Regions from separate parts of the Mus musculus genome. Here all the other regions are linked to region 1. A link is a contact called in public HiCAR-type and Micro-C data. All regions are on one chromosome and are shown on one strand. The core of a region is the stretch at or near the end of the contact, and the rest is flanking DNA. Distances in the headings are between cores, read along the strand shown. Region 1 holds the start of Rab11fip2 (RAB11 family interacting protein 2 (class I)). Region 2 overlaps Gm33756 (a long non-coding RNA gene). Region 3 holds the start of Prlhr (prolactin releasing hormone receptor).

Region 1 (4,025 bases), core at 549-3,048:
ATAAAAGATCACTATACTTGTAAGAAATTAATGTGAGCTTAAAGTTATCATTGCAAAAATAGTGCTCTAAAGGGTAGGTAGATGAACATGCATCAGGACTGGGTTTTGTTCTTTTTTTTTTTTAAGCTACTTGGGAAAAGTGCAGTCCTCTGATGAGTTCCCTCAGCCCTCTTTTCACAAACTCCAGCCATCTCAATGAGCCTTCAGGCCCATTACAAGCTCTGCGTGTAAGGTAAGCGTGTACAAGCATGTAAGCTAAAAGCAGGACAGCAGACCTACCTTTCCAAAGATGCTACTTGTTTCAACTTAGCACATAACATCCTAGTGTTGATTTGAATTTTGATTTCTTAAATTAAGTATATCTAACTTAGGCTAGAAAGTTCAATTTCAAAAGCCATGTTTTCATCGAAGAAGTCATTAAATCACTGCATCACAAGACTGTAATCACTGTCTCTGATCTTACACAACAGCTTTGCTGAACTAATTCTTCAGTAAACAATAGCTCCACTATACTGTAAATTCAAAGGGAAAATGTCAGTGGGCTCAAGACTGAAGATGTCTGTGCAGACTTCCAAAACTTTTGTTCTTTTAACAACTTTCTACCCTATCAAGAAGTACTGACCCTGAAAACTGGTGGAGCAAAAATAAGGCCAACTGTTTCCAATGCTGAAATAAAGAGTTCTAAACCTAGTAACTTATCTTTTGACACCCTTTACTAGTAATTTATTTTTTTAACAGTGCTCAACAAACATAGACCTAATGGTACGCATATATTTAATTTTCTGGTTTTCTAGTTCATGCTCTAGGCCTCTTATAAAAAGTATTAAAACCCAGTGCAAAATATTCCACTAAGAGCTCTTAACCTCACACAGAAATGAGAAAAAAAAATGGTTTACTAATCACTCCATTAAAAAAAAAATCAGAGTAAAGGCTATTTCCCTTCAAAGTCATGCAAAGAGAAGTGCTTAATACTGGATCCTATTTCAATCCCAAAGACCAATGCCTCAAATATACTATGTTCAAGAACAGTAAATCCATATATCTTTAAGTACCCAAAATTCAAAATAAATTATATAACTTACTCTGTTTTCCTTCTTTGTTTGTCCTCAAAGATGTCATTGAGATTGATTGCCACCTGCCCTAAAAACTTATCCAGTCCCACCAGGGACCTGTGCATCACTATAAGAAAAAGAATGTATTTCTCCGGACTACCCTGCATGAGCAACCCAGGCAGCTCAAAGGAGGCCTCCTCCTTCCAGACCGGCTCCAGGGTTTTCTCTGCTACAGATGTAGAATACTTCTCTTTGCCCAACTGAATTATGGTGTATGTGTCATTGGTACCACTTTTGCCTTTTGGCTTCAGATCTTTAGCTTGGAGCACTGTGACCTGCACGTGGGTTGGAAACCACTTTTGGGCTTGCTCAGACAGCATCATTCTGGGTTTTTTGTTTTGTTTTGTTTTTCGGTTTTGTTTTTTGTTGTTGTTGTTTTGTTTTCTCTGCGCAGAGTTCAGAAGCGCAGGCAGAGCCCCTCCCGCGGGGAGAGCCCCGTACCCTGATCACTGCATCCTTAAGAGCACTTCAGTGAGCTGGGCAGTCAGGGCTGCCGCGAGGTCCCTAAGGGCTGCTGTCAGGAGGACCGGTAGGGAGGCCGCCGCCGCTGCTGGGGTCCCTTTCTTCCGTAGAAGCACAGGGGCCCACATCACCTCCGCGCCTTCCGGGCCTCCGCGCGCAGCCCCGCGCCCCGCTTCGCCGCTATCCTGAAACCTGCGCCCCTAGGGCCCGGCCTCCGCCCCGCGCGGCCCGGCTCCTCCTCCGACCCGGCTGATACGAACCGTCGACGGCCGTGGGGCCTGGCTCCCTCCGCCCGCCCGCGCGGCCTCGCCTCGGCTCCTCCCCCCCAAGAGTGGCGCAGGCCTGGGCGAGCGGGGCGGAAGCGGCCGACCTGGACCGGTGTCGGAGGGACGCGGAGCGCGGGTGGCAAACCGAGGCCGGGCGGTGTCACCGGGTGAGGCCTGGCCAGCAACCCGCGGCTCCTAGCGCCCGGCGCGCGGCGGCCGCGCCACTTCCGGGTTGGCCGTCTCCATGTTGAGTGGGGCTGCGCGAGGGGCGGGGCCGGGCGGGGTTGGGGGTCAGCGCCTCCCTGGTTGCCTTGACGACGGGGCGCGCGGTGCGGGACGCGGAGGCTGGGATGCGCGCGCTGGACGGTGGGTGCTGAGGTTCCAACCTGTCGGTTGCAGCGGGCTGGGGAACTGTGAGCCCGCAGAGGCCGACAAGGGGTTCTGGGAGGCGGCACTGGGCCCTATACACCGCCCGCTATTGGGAGAGAACCGGTTTCCATCTTGGAAGGCAGAAATCTGTTCCAGCTGTGTGTTCAGTCCTAGCTGGGCGCTGGTGTCCTTTAATGGTGGTAGTTCTTCTTGAGTGACAGTTCAGACTTCGTCCAACCGTTCTCCATCGTCTTGAAGAGGAAACCTTCAACTGACTAAAGGGACCTCCTCCTGAGCACAGACCAAAAGCAAAGGATGCAGATAGATTCCAAAGCTTAATAAAGATTCTCTTGCTTAATAAAGATTCCCTTGCTTAATAAAGATCATAGACGCTTTGGGATGGCGTCAGAAGACCAGGCCCCCATGCCTGCCACCATAATTCTACGGAACTATTTAGTCTTTTTTCCCCCTTTCTAAGTTGTGTGTATGGCGTCCAAGTCAAAAGCATTCCCTGAGCGCTCACTGTCAAGTCCTCCAGGAATCCAAACCCCAACTTCATGGCCAGAGAGGACAGGAGTACTGTCTCTGCTTTTCAGTCTCAGGAGATGCATACTACCTCTGTTGACTTTATTTCTGTCCATGTCTGCCTAGGAAAATTCTGAAGCTCTTTGGACTGCACTTCCTGGCAGCACATCCAACCTGCGGCCAACAATAGCTATGAATGAGGCCAAACCCAACCTTAAATGCTATGAGAGTATTTAACTGCATTGTGCTTTTCTTCAGGGAGAACTTTGCAGACAGACAACAGCTCTCCAAGCAATGTCAAAAGATTAGACATCCCTGAAGGACTTTAGAGAACTAAGCATTAAACAGACATGCTAACCAATCTGTTGACTGACTAAATGCTTTTCTCCCTTTATGGGACTAATTTTGAGAATAAATATGATAGATAGGAATGTGCTTTATCCAACTTAAAATGGTCATAAACTGTAAGGTATTGGGTTTATTATTATCGGGCAAGTTTTAGAACTTCTGTTATACAAGCTGAGTTTCCATCCCGGGGAGAGCTGAGTTTCCATCCCGGGGAGACAGTGTTTGAAAAGGCCATGTGTGCAAAGCAGAACAAAATCATCTCACTGTGCACATAGCATCTGGATCCCAGAGCGGGCAGTTGTCAACTCTAAAGAAAAAATATTTTCAGGGATTTGTAAAGAGTACATTGGAGCAGTCAGTGGTGGAATTTCACCAGCATCTCTAGAGAGAAATAATATGACACCTGAAACTTGTAGAGAAACAAAATAAGTGTTTTGACATCCAATTTAAGCCTAGTTTTATAAACTGCATTTCAAAGGTTTCACATTTCTATTAGAGGTTGTAATTAAACAATAGGCAATTATAATAATGGATTGTGTTTTTAAAGCACTTACAGTGTTTGCTAAGCTTTATTAATGGTTATAAACTTGTTTACAAGTATCATTCCCCTCATTGTTGAAATGCAGCCATTTCTAGGGTGGAAGTTGGCTACAGCAGTCCACAGCAACGCAATAACAGGCTCCAACACAATGCAGAAAATGCTCTAAATTCAAGCACTGACAATTGATATTGTCCTCTCTTTTATCACACCTACATTTGAGTTTTTTCAAAACTTAGCTAGAGCCAAAATTGTTTAATATTGCTGAGTAGCAAGATAGGAATTCGTGACATAATAGTTTTAAGTCTGAATAAGAAAATAGCATCTTTTTGCTCATGGGAACCAAATGAACACACAAACCATAAGAGCCAAAGAAAGTCTAGAATTGCATTATAAAAAAGAAGC
Region 2 (4,025 bases), core at 484-2,983, 550 kb before region 1:
TGCCTGCCTTCCTTCCTTCCTTCCTTCCTTCCTTCCTTCCTTCCTTCCTTTCCTTCTTTCCTTCTCCTCTTCTTTTTCTCCCCTACTCCCCCTCCTACTTCCCCCTCCTCTTCCTCCTCCTCCTTTTCCTCTTCCTCCTTCTCCTCCTCCTTCTTTTTCTAGACAAGAGCCTTACACTGAAACAGAACCTCCCCGATTTGGCTAGACTAGCTGTTTTAGAAGCTTCACGAATCTTCCTGTCTCTGCCTTCAGTCACTGGGATTACAGTGTGCACCTCCACACCTTTTTTTTTGGGGGGGGTGTTTGTTCTGTTTTTACATCGGAGCTGGGGATACTGACTCAGTGCCTCATGCTTAAGCAGCAAGCACATTACCTGATTTCAAAGTGGGGCTACTTAAAAATGCTTAGTGGTAAAGAGAGTGGTGCATCTCTCTCATCTCCTGTCAAGGCTCTACCTCTGCAGGAGGCAGCTGACTTCCCACGCCATCATCTTCTCACTGCATGGCCTCTCTGATGATACAACCTGGTGCCTGCAGAACATGCCTGTGGCTGTCCACTAGCCAAAGTTCAAAAGCAGTGAGAGATGGGCCTGTGGCACCTCCTTTCCTCAGAGAGGAGTTGGGGGGCTTCCTGTGGCCTTGAAGTGACTTATCAGCAGTTTGGGATTAACCCCTCATTCCTTAGGATGAGGAAGGAACACTGATGTAGTTAAGCTTGAAGATCACAAACATCCTAGACCCAAGTAAGCACAGGCTTTCCTTGTCTTCCCTCTCCCTTCCTCCCCTTCCTTCCTCCCTCTTCCTCTCTCGCTCTTTACTTTCTTTTCCTTCTTCTTCTTCTTCTTCTTCTTCTTCTTCTTCTTCTTCTTCTTCTTCTTCTTCTTCTTCTTCTTCTTCTTCTTCTTCTTCTTCTTCTTCTTCTTCTCCTCCTCCTCCTCCTCCTCCTCCTCTTCCTCCTCCTCCTCTTCTTCCTCCTCTTCCTCCTCCCCCTCCCCTCCTCCTCCTCCTTCTCCTCCTTCTTTTTTAAGGTATCATGTAACACAGGTTAGTCTCAAACTAACTGTAGCCGAGGATTATCTTAAACTCACAATCCTCCTGCATATGCCTCCTGAGTGCTGGGATTGCAGGTATGTGCCTCTAGTTTATGGTCATAGTTTATGATTTTGAATGTCCTTGATGGTGACGTCATTTCTATAGACACTCATAGTCATCTTCCCTGTGTCAGAGTTTTTTCAGGCAACAGAAACATAAAGTAGATTCGGGGATGTTCCCCCCTGCCGCCTTCTTGTACTCCCCTGCCCAAGTTTTTCCTGTATTGTTAAAAGGAGAGCTATAGTTATAGAGGCTCTGAAGAGAGGCCTTCATCTCCTCATCCTTGCTTGTCTCAGTTTTGCTGTCTGCCCAATCAGCTTCTTCCTGCCATAGGAGGTGTTGTACCTGGCAGCATCTTGGGAAGGACTTCATCTGGGGATAAAGCCAGGGGCAGGTAGATCTCTGTGAGTTTGAGACCAACCTGGTCTACAGAGCAGGTTCCAGCACAGCCAGGGCTACGAAGAGAGACCCTATCCCTCTATCAAACAAATAAAGAACAACAACAACAGCAACAGCAACAGCAAAAACCAAACAGAAAACAAAACAAAGACAAAGCCCCTCCCCCCACCTCCAAATGAAAAGTACAGAGAGAGGATTCTGAGTGCCCTGTGCCTTGTGCTGGCCCAGTGCTCCCACTGGGACCTGTTGTGTGGGGCAGAGTCAATGACAGGGGTCCTTCCAGATCCATCCGAGGAGCAGAGGAGTTTCTCTCTGAAGAGGAAGTGTGCTCCCTTCTCCAGGAGCTCTGGCATGCTTCTCACTTCTGCTGCTGTAGCTGTGAGGACTCCTGCAGGCCCCAAAACTAGATGCCTCCTGATATGCTCGGTTACCCATCGATCTTTTCAACTGGAAGTTTCTAATGCTCCATCTTTGTTTGCACCACTCCCTGAACATCCCATGCTGGCCCTGGCTCCTCCCCGCCCCCCCTCCCGCCCCCAAAATACACTTGTCTTCATGTGTCTAGATTGTAGCCAAGTTCCTGATCTTAACAGCTCAATGCCTTAGCCATTCTCAGGACCAGTCCCCTCCCCAGGTCAGAAGCTTTATGACTCTCTAATACTCTCCAGTCTCTTGTAGGTCTCTCAGCTCCCAAGTCTAGTTTACCTACCATTCTAAGCCAGAAGTGTGCTAACTTTCTACAAGCTCCCTTTAAAAAATCCAGGGCACCATGGCATATTACAGGTCAAGAAATAGGGGCTCAGTAAGTTCTAGGCTCATCAGAGGACAGAGGGTGGTGGTAGCCACAGGATTTGAACTTGGGTCTCCAAGTCCAAGCCTAGCATGTAGTCTGATTTCCTCTACCACCTGGAAACAGCTGCTGGATGGATATGGAAGGTTCTGTCATGATGGCTCTCTGTCCGACAGCCTCTTCTGAACAGTGGCCATATACAAATAAGAGTCCTTCAATAGTTGTGCCCTTGCTTGTTGCTCACATACAAAGAGATCAACTGATCTCCTGGCTTCTCTTGGGGCATGTGGGTCCCTGACTCACTGGGGGAAGACAGAAGAAAGCCTGTTTCCAAAAAGAGTTAAGTAGGAGAGTCCACAGAAAGCACTTGGCCCATGTCTGGAATCTGTTTAAGTTAATGCTTTAATCAGAGCACTGAGTGGGGACTGCACTGTCCCCAGAAGTTGGAGGCTAGGTGTACAGTCTCCTCCCAGGCTGCCCTCCCCTGCTGATGGCAGCCCTGCCACAGATTCAAGTATGTGTACTTACCCTTCCTACCCCCAACTCCAAGAGGAGAGGACTTGCTTAGACAGTTGAAGATGGGCTCAACTGGTATTGCTGGGTGGATGAACAGATGGACTAGGTCAGATGATAGATAGATAGATAGATAGATAGATAGATAGATAGATACATACATACATATATACATGATAGATAGATACATACATACATACATGATAGATACATAGACACATACATACATACATGATACATACATACATACATACATACATGATAGATAGATAGATAGATAGATAGATAGATGGGATGGAATGGGTTGAATGGATAGAACCAATAGAGAAATCGATATGATGGATGGATGAGATGGATAGGTAGATGTGTGCAATCAATGGAAGGATAAATGGAGATGGTAAAATGGATGGAGAAACCCCAGGCATAGTGGTGCACACCTTTAATTCCAGCACTTGGGAGGCAGAGGCAGGTCTCTGTGAGTTTAATGCTAGCCTGGTCTACATAGTGAGATACCTCTAGGACACCCTGTGTCTAAAAACCCAATCCCAAACAACAACAATAACAAAAATGAATGGAGAACTGGACAGACAGATAGACAGGATGGCATGGAGGGAAAAAGAGAGTTTCTAGTTGTGGTCCTGAAATTAGATAATCTTGGCTGTTGTGGCGACTGGTGATTTTCAACTCAAACAGCCATTTTCTACTCGTTTGACCAACTGTGCCTTAGCAGGGCAGATCCACAGGATAGGGCCTCTCAACAGTTACTGAGCACTGTATGATAAAAGCCCCTAGCATTTCCCCTCCCATTCACAAAACACCTCATTGCTCTCTAATTGACCTTGAATGAGGTGGTGTTTACAGCTGTGACTTGGCCACCATTGATCTTGCATTGATGAAGCGACCAGCTGAGCTGGCTGAATGCAGAATGCAGGACAAGAAGTGACACAAAGAACCCCATGTCTCTAGGCACTCGCCTCCCCCACCCCCTTTGCTCCCCGAGTGAGCGTGCACACACAGTGTGTGCTTTTAAATAAACAAACAAGCAATTAATGAATTGCTGCGGAGCCAGAAGAGGAAGTGGGCCCAACTCTGTCCCAGCAGTAGGGCAGGCTGGCACAGAAGACCCTGAAGGAGCATGCCTAGCCTCATTAATCTCACTGGAGGGGCCTGCCCTCCTGCAGCCGGCATCTCTCTCAGAGCTGCTGGCTTGGGCACTTGGGCAGCAATGGGAA
Region 3 (4,025 bases), core at 1,044-3,543, 520 kb after region 1:
AATGCTATGGCACACAGTTTACACTGAGCATTTCTTTCTGGTGGTAAACACTGCTTGTGTGTGTGTGCACACACACATATGATGTCTGTCCTCATGGACAGGTACATGTGTCCTTAAGAGAACCACATCTTCCCATTTGCCTGTCTCTATAGTGATTGATTCCTCTCATGTAGCCCAGGCTGGTCTCAGATTCCCTATGTAGCCCAGGATGATCATGAACTGATCCCTTTTCCTCCATTTCTTGGGTCATGGGCTCACAGACATGCACACCCTGTTGTGCAAGACTTGAACCCAGGGCTAGGTGAGCTGTCTACTTACTGACCTGCTTCCTTTATCCTTTCAATATGGTAGCTGAGGAGTTGGAAAGAAGACAAGAATAACACCTCCTGAAATGTAACCTGAAACTGGATTTGTTCTATAAATCCAAATGATTTTAAAATGAAAATCTTTTTGGAACATAAAGATCTTACTCAGGAAATGTTAAAAACCTGGATATTGATTTGGGATCATAGTATGATCTGAAATCAAAGTGAATCCAAGGCTCAGGTAGACAAAACAGTCATTATATCTCAGCTGGGGCCTTTTAAAAAGGTAAAGTGAAAATCTTCACCAACTCCAACACCACATTTAAATTCCACCCACAGTGTACGCAAAGAAAAAAAGAAAGAAAGAAAGAAAGAAAGAAAGAAAGAAAGAAAGAAAGAAAGAAAGAAAGAAAGAGAGAAAGAAAGACCTGCTACTGATTTATTTTTCTGAACCCAGAAAAATAGCTGTTTTGCTTTCAGGGGTAGACCTGATAAATCTGCTTCTCTCTCTCTCCCCAGGCTCTTCTGCTCCAAAGCCCACCTAACATTTCACAGAAACACAAAAACCAGACAAATCAAAAGGGCTGGGTGGGAATTCGCATGTGTTGGCTTAACTTTGGTGCTGGGAATAAGATCTCACGACGACCTCTGGGGCTAAGGGATATGAATTTCCCCAGCTCGGACCTGGCAGAGCGACATCAGATGACCACGCTGACAGTCATGTTCTGGCCATGAGGCACAATCTTGCGGGGCCAGGACAGCAGCATCTTGCGCAGCTCCTCTCGAAAGCTGTCGTGCAGCCATGCATAGATGAAGGGGTTGTAGCAGGCGGAGCTCATAGCAAGCCAGTGGCAGAGTAGCTGCACCAGCCCGAAGGCGTAGGGGTCGATGGCACGCGGGTCCAGGTCTCGCAATAGGTTGAAAATGTGCAGCGGCAGCCAGCAGACCGCGAACACTACCACCACCACCACCAGCAGACAGAAAGTGCGGCGGCGACGCGCTCGGTCCCAGTCAGCTTGACTCTGGGTCACGCTGCCAGGCACCACGCGGTTCCTCAGCTTCACTGACACCCGTACGTAAGACAGGAGGATGGCCAGCAGGGGGAGCAAATAGGTGCCCAGAAGCAGCCCCCAGGCGTAGATCTGGCGTTGGCGCTCCTGCGAGCCCCAGAACTCCTCGCAGAGGCTCACGTCGTGGGGCTTGAGCTCCACATGGTAGGTGTGCACCGCGGCCGGCAGCGCCAGCACTGCAGATAGAGCCCAGATGCCCAGCACCGCGTAGGCGCTGAGCCTCAGTGAAATGCGCCGACGTAGCGGGTGCACCAGAACCACATAGCGGTCCAAGGCGATTGTGGTGAGTGTGAACACCGATACATAGACGGTGACCGGCTGCAGGAAGAAAACCAGATGACACAGGCCTCCACCGAACACCCAGCCCCGAGGTTCAAAGGCATAAGCTAGCGTGAGAGGCACACAGGCGGCACACATGAGCACGTCGGACAAGGCCAGGTTGCCAATGAGGAAGTTGGTCACGTTGTGCAGCCGGCGCACGCGCGCGATCACCAGCACAAGCAGGCAGTTGCCCACCAGACCCACGACCACCACGATGCTGTACAGCATCACGATCAACCCCTTCAGCTGGTGCACCAGCTGCAGGCTCTGGAACGGCGTGACTGCTGCAGCTCGGGGAACCGTTGCAGACAGGTTGCCCTCCGAGGCCTCTGCGCTCTGGTTGGCTGGAGTCGAGCTAGCTGGCAACAGCCCAGAAGACAAATCGGGGTCTCCAGTGGTCTCAGTGGACAGTGAGGTCATGGCTACCTGTTCAAAGGTAATCAAAGTTGTCACTTTCCATCTTCCCTCGTGTACCTTTTCCCACCACCCAACTCCTCTCTTGGACACAAGACCCAGAACATCAAGCGCAATGAATGTTGTCCTTCCAGTTCTATAAAAATAAGCCTAACACAGGTTCTTTAAACAGCTCCTATTCGTGGATAGCTCTCGCGGTCCCCGGAAGGCAGACCGGGGAGCTGGCCCTACCTGTGAGCAGGCTTGGCTGGCGGGAAAAGGCTCTCAAAGGCGGGAGCAGACCGCCTGCTGTTCCTCAGGGGTCCTCAGCCAACAATGGACGCTCGCTCGGGTTGCTCTCTTCTACTAACGGATTCAGTAGTTCCCAGTGGGTCAGCAGCTTGTGAGGGGTCTGGGAGCTCCTCCCCTCCACCTCTTCCTGACTTCAGCTCTCCCTTCAATGGAAGATGGGGGCGGAGCTTACTGCCCAACTCTGTGCTTAAGAGGAGCAGCATGTGTAGTAGGAATAAGCAAGAAAGGGGGTGGGGCCAGGAACCTGGGCCCCACGCTCCAGGGTGATCTCCACTTCGGAAGTGTGCAGTGCCCCTGGAGAAGCTGTTCCAGAGGGGCGTGTCCCAGGGGATGACAGAGGAGGTGCGGGAAGCGCCAATTTGTGATGTCCACCAGGTGTAGTCTCCAAAGGCTGAGAGGATTTGGAAATAGGGAAATGTAGATAAACTAGGGAGTGAAGGGAAGTCCTCACAGGACAGCTCCAGATCCTGCAGAGCTCCAACTGCAGCTGACAGAGTCGCTAGAGTTTGGGGTCTAGCAGAGCTTTGTTATGCTGCACCTGTCGCTGGTCAGGGATTTTAGGGCTCTAGCACTCCAGTGTATCCTTTGAGCCTTTTGCAGGTGTGGTGGCCAGAGTTTCCTCTCAAAGGGAAAAAATCAGCACCACGGGCAGCTCCCCAGTGCTGTGTGGGTACGGCGCAAGGGGGCTCGCGACAATCGAAATTACTGCAGCTCTGTGGATCTGAGGCTTGCTCCCTGGAGCAAAAAAAAAAAAAGAAGTGCAGGATGGAGATTGAAGGGTGACTTTGGCTCCGATATGGATCATCACCAGGGACCGTGCCATCATTTACCTCCCTAGCTCAGAAAAACGCAGCCATCAGGCCAGTTTGTGCTCTATAAATTCACCCCAATATCTGAACCCTGCCACTCTTTGCTCATTTCTCTTTGTCGCTACAGCAACCCAAGGCGCCACCTGTCCTAGCAGAGATTGTTGAGTTCCTGACTTTCTTGTCCTCCTAGAATAAAAGCCCTTCCTATGTCGGTTTAGATATTTTTTTCTTTTTTACGTACTAGCGGTTGCAGGGTTTCAGAAAGAATAACAAAGGTGACATTTGAAAAGGTTAAGTTTCATAAGATCTTTAGTAGCATGAAGTTGTCACTGAAATATAAGTTAAGCTGCACAGTGAGAGGTCTGTCAGGAAAGGGGCTTTGTAACCACCCTGTTCAGAAGCCAGGGCTTCTGAAGGAGGCTGAGTTTCAATGTCTAGTCCTCTCTGGTAAGCCCTACTTTAGCCTCTGGGGCTTCAGATATCTCAGTTCTACTAGAAAGCTTTAACAAGTCATTCCACTCTTGAAATTCCAGTGAGTCACTCACACAAGAAGAAAAGTCAGTTATAGCACAAAAGCTACCCATTATTGTGCTATTTCCACTCTACACCCACACTCTCTGAGCGATAATACATGTAGCAGAAACCAGTATGAAAGTCAGAGTGGTAAGTAGTTCACGTGTGTACTGGGGCACTTTCCAGAGAAGGTAATTTACCACTTGCCAAATAAATCTGGTAAAGGACTATAAACACTGGCAAAGCTAATAAGTAACGTGGCTGGGATTTCTATCCAGATCTGCCTTACTTCAGAGAAAACC

The links. A called contact is a pair of places that touch in the nucleus more often than the background predicts. HiCAR-type assays count read pairs that join an accessible place to other places.
Region 2: a Micro-C map of the G1E-ER4 cell line shows a contact between it and region 1. The contact joins the enhancer-like site here to the promoter of Rab11fip2 in region 1. A contact is called at or near these places in 9 of 39 promoter capture datasets (the 3T3-L1 cell line, the C10 cell line, the HPC-7 cell line and 6 more), 9 of 484 Hi-C or Micro-C datasets (CD4 T cells, CD8 T cells, the G1E-ER4 cell line and 3 more), 9 of 115 datasets of contacts at active chromatin or transcription factors (the 230-238 cell line, astrocytes, embryonic stem cells and 5 more) and 2 of 9 other capture datasets (adipose tissue and liver).
Region 3: a contact with region 1 is called in a HiCAR-type map of astrocytes, with 2.0 times the contacts expected there. The contact joins the promoter of Prlhr here to the promoter of Rab11fip2 in region 1. A contact is called at or near these places in 3 of 39 promoter capture datasets (the 3T3-L1 cell line, hippocampal neurons and stem cell-derived epiblast-like cells) and 1 of 115 datasets of contacts at active chromatin or transcription factors (astrocytes).

Annotation. Positions count from the first base shown.
Region 1 is chr19:59,941,566-59,945,590 of GRCm38.p6, forward strand. It overlaps Rab11fip2 (RAB11 family interacting protein 2 (class I)), which reads right to left and starts at 1,799. Exons shown (of 6, transcript NM_001033172.3): 1 at 1,083-1,799. The coding sequence starts at 1,435.
Region 2 is chr19:59,390,383-59,394,407 of GRCm38.p6, forward strand. The region is part of intron 2 of Gm33756 (a long non-coding RNA gene); the gene reads left to right. Among named protein-coding and RNA genes, the nearest start is that of Gm33756, 2.9 kb to the left of the region's middle. Within about 2 kb of position 1,734, at least 1 of the 459 cell types and tissues checked has an H3K27ac peak or open chromatin away from gene starts, as enhancers often do. A contact at or near this core is called in the G1E-ER4 cell line, where this site is marked.
Region 3 is chr19:60,466,011-60,470,035 of GRCm38.p6, forward strand. Prlhr (prolactin releasing hormone receptor) reads right to left here and starts at 2,294. Exons shown (of 1, transcript NM_201615.2): 1 at 723-2,294. The coding sequence starts at 2,116. The coding sequence ends at 1,004.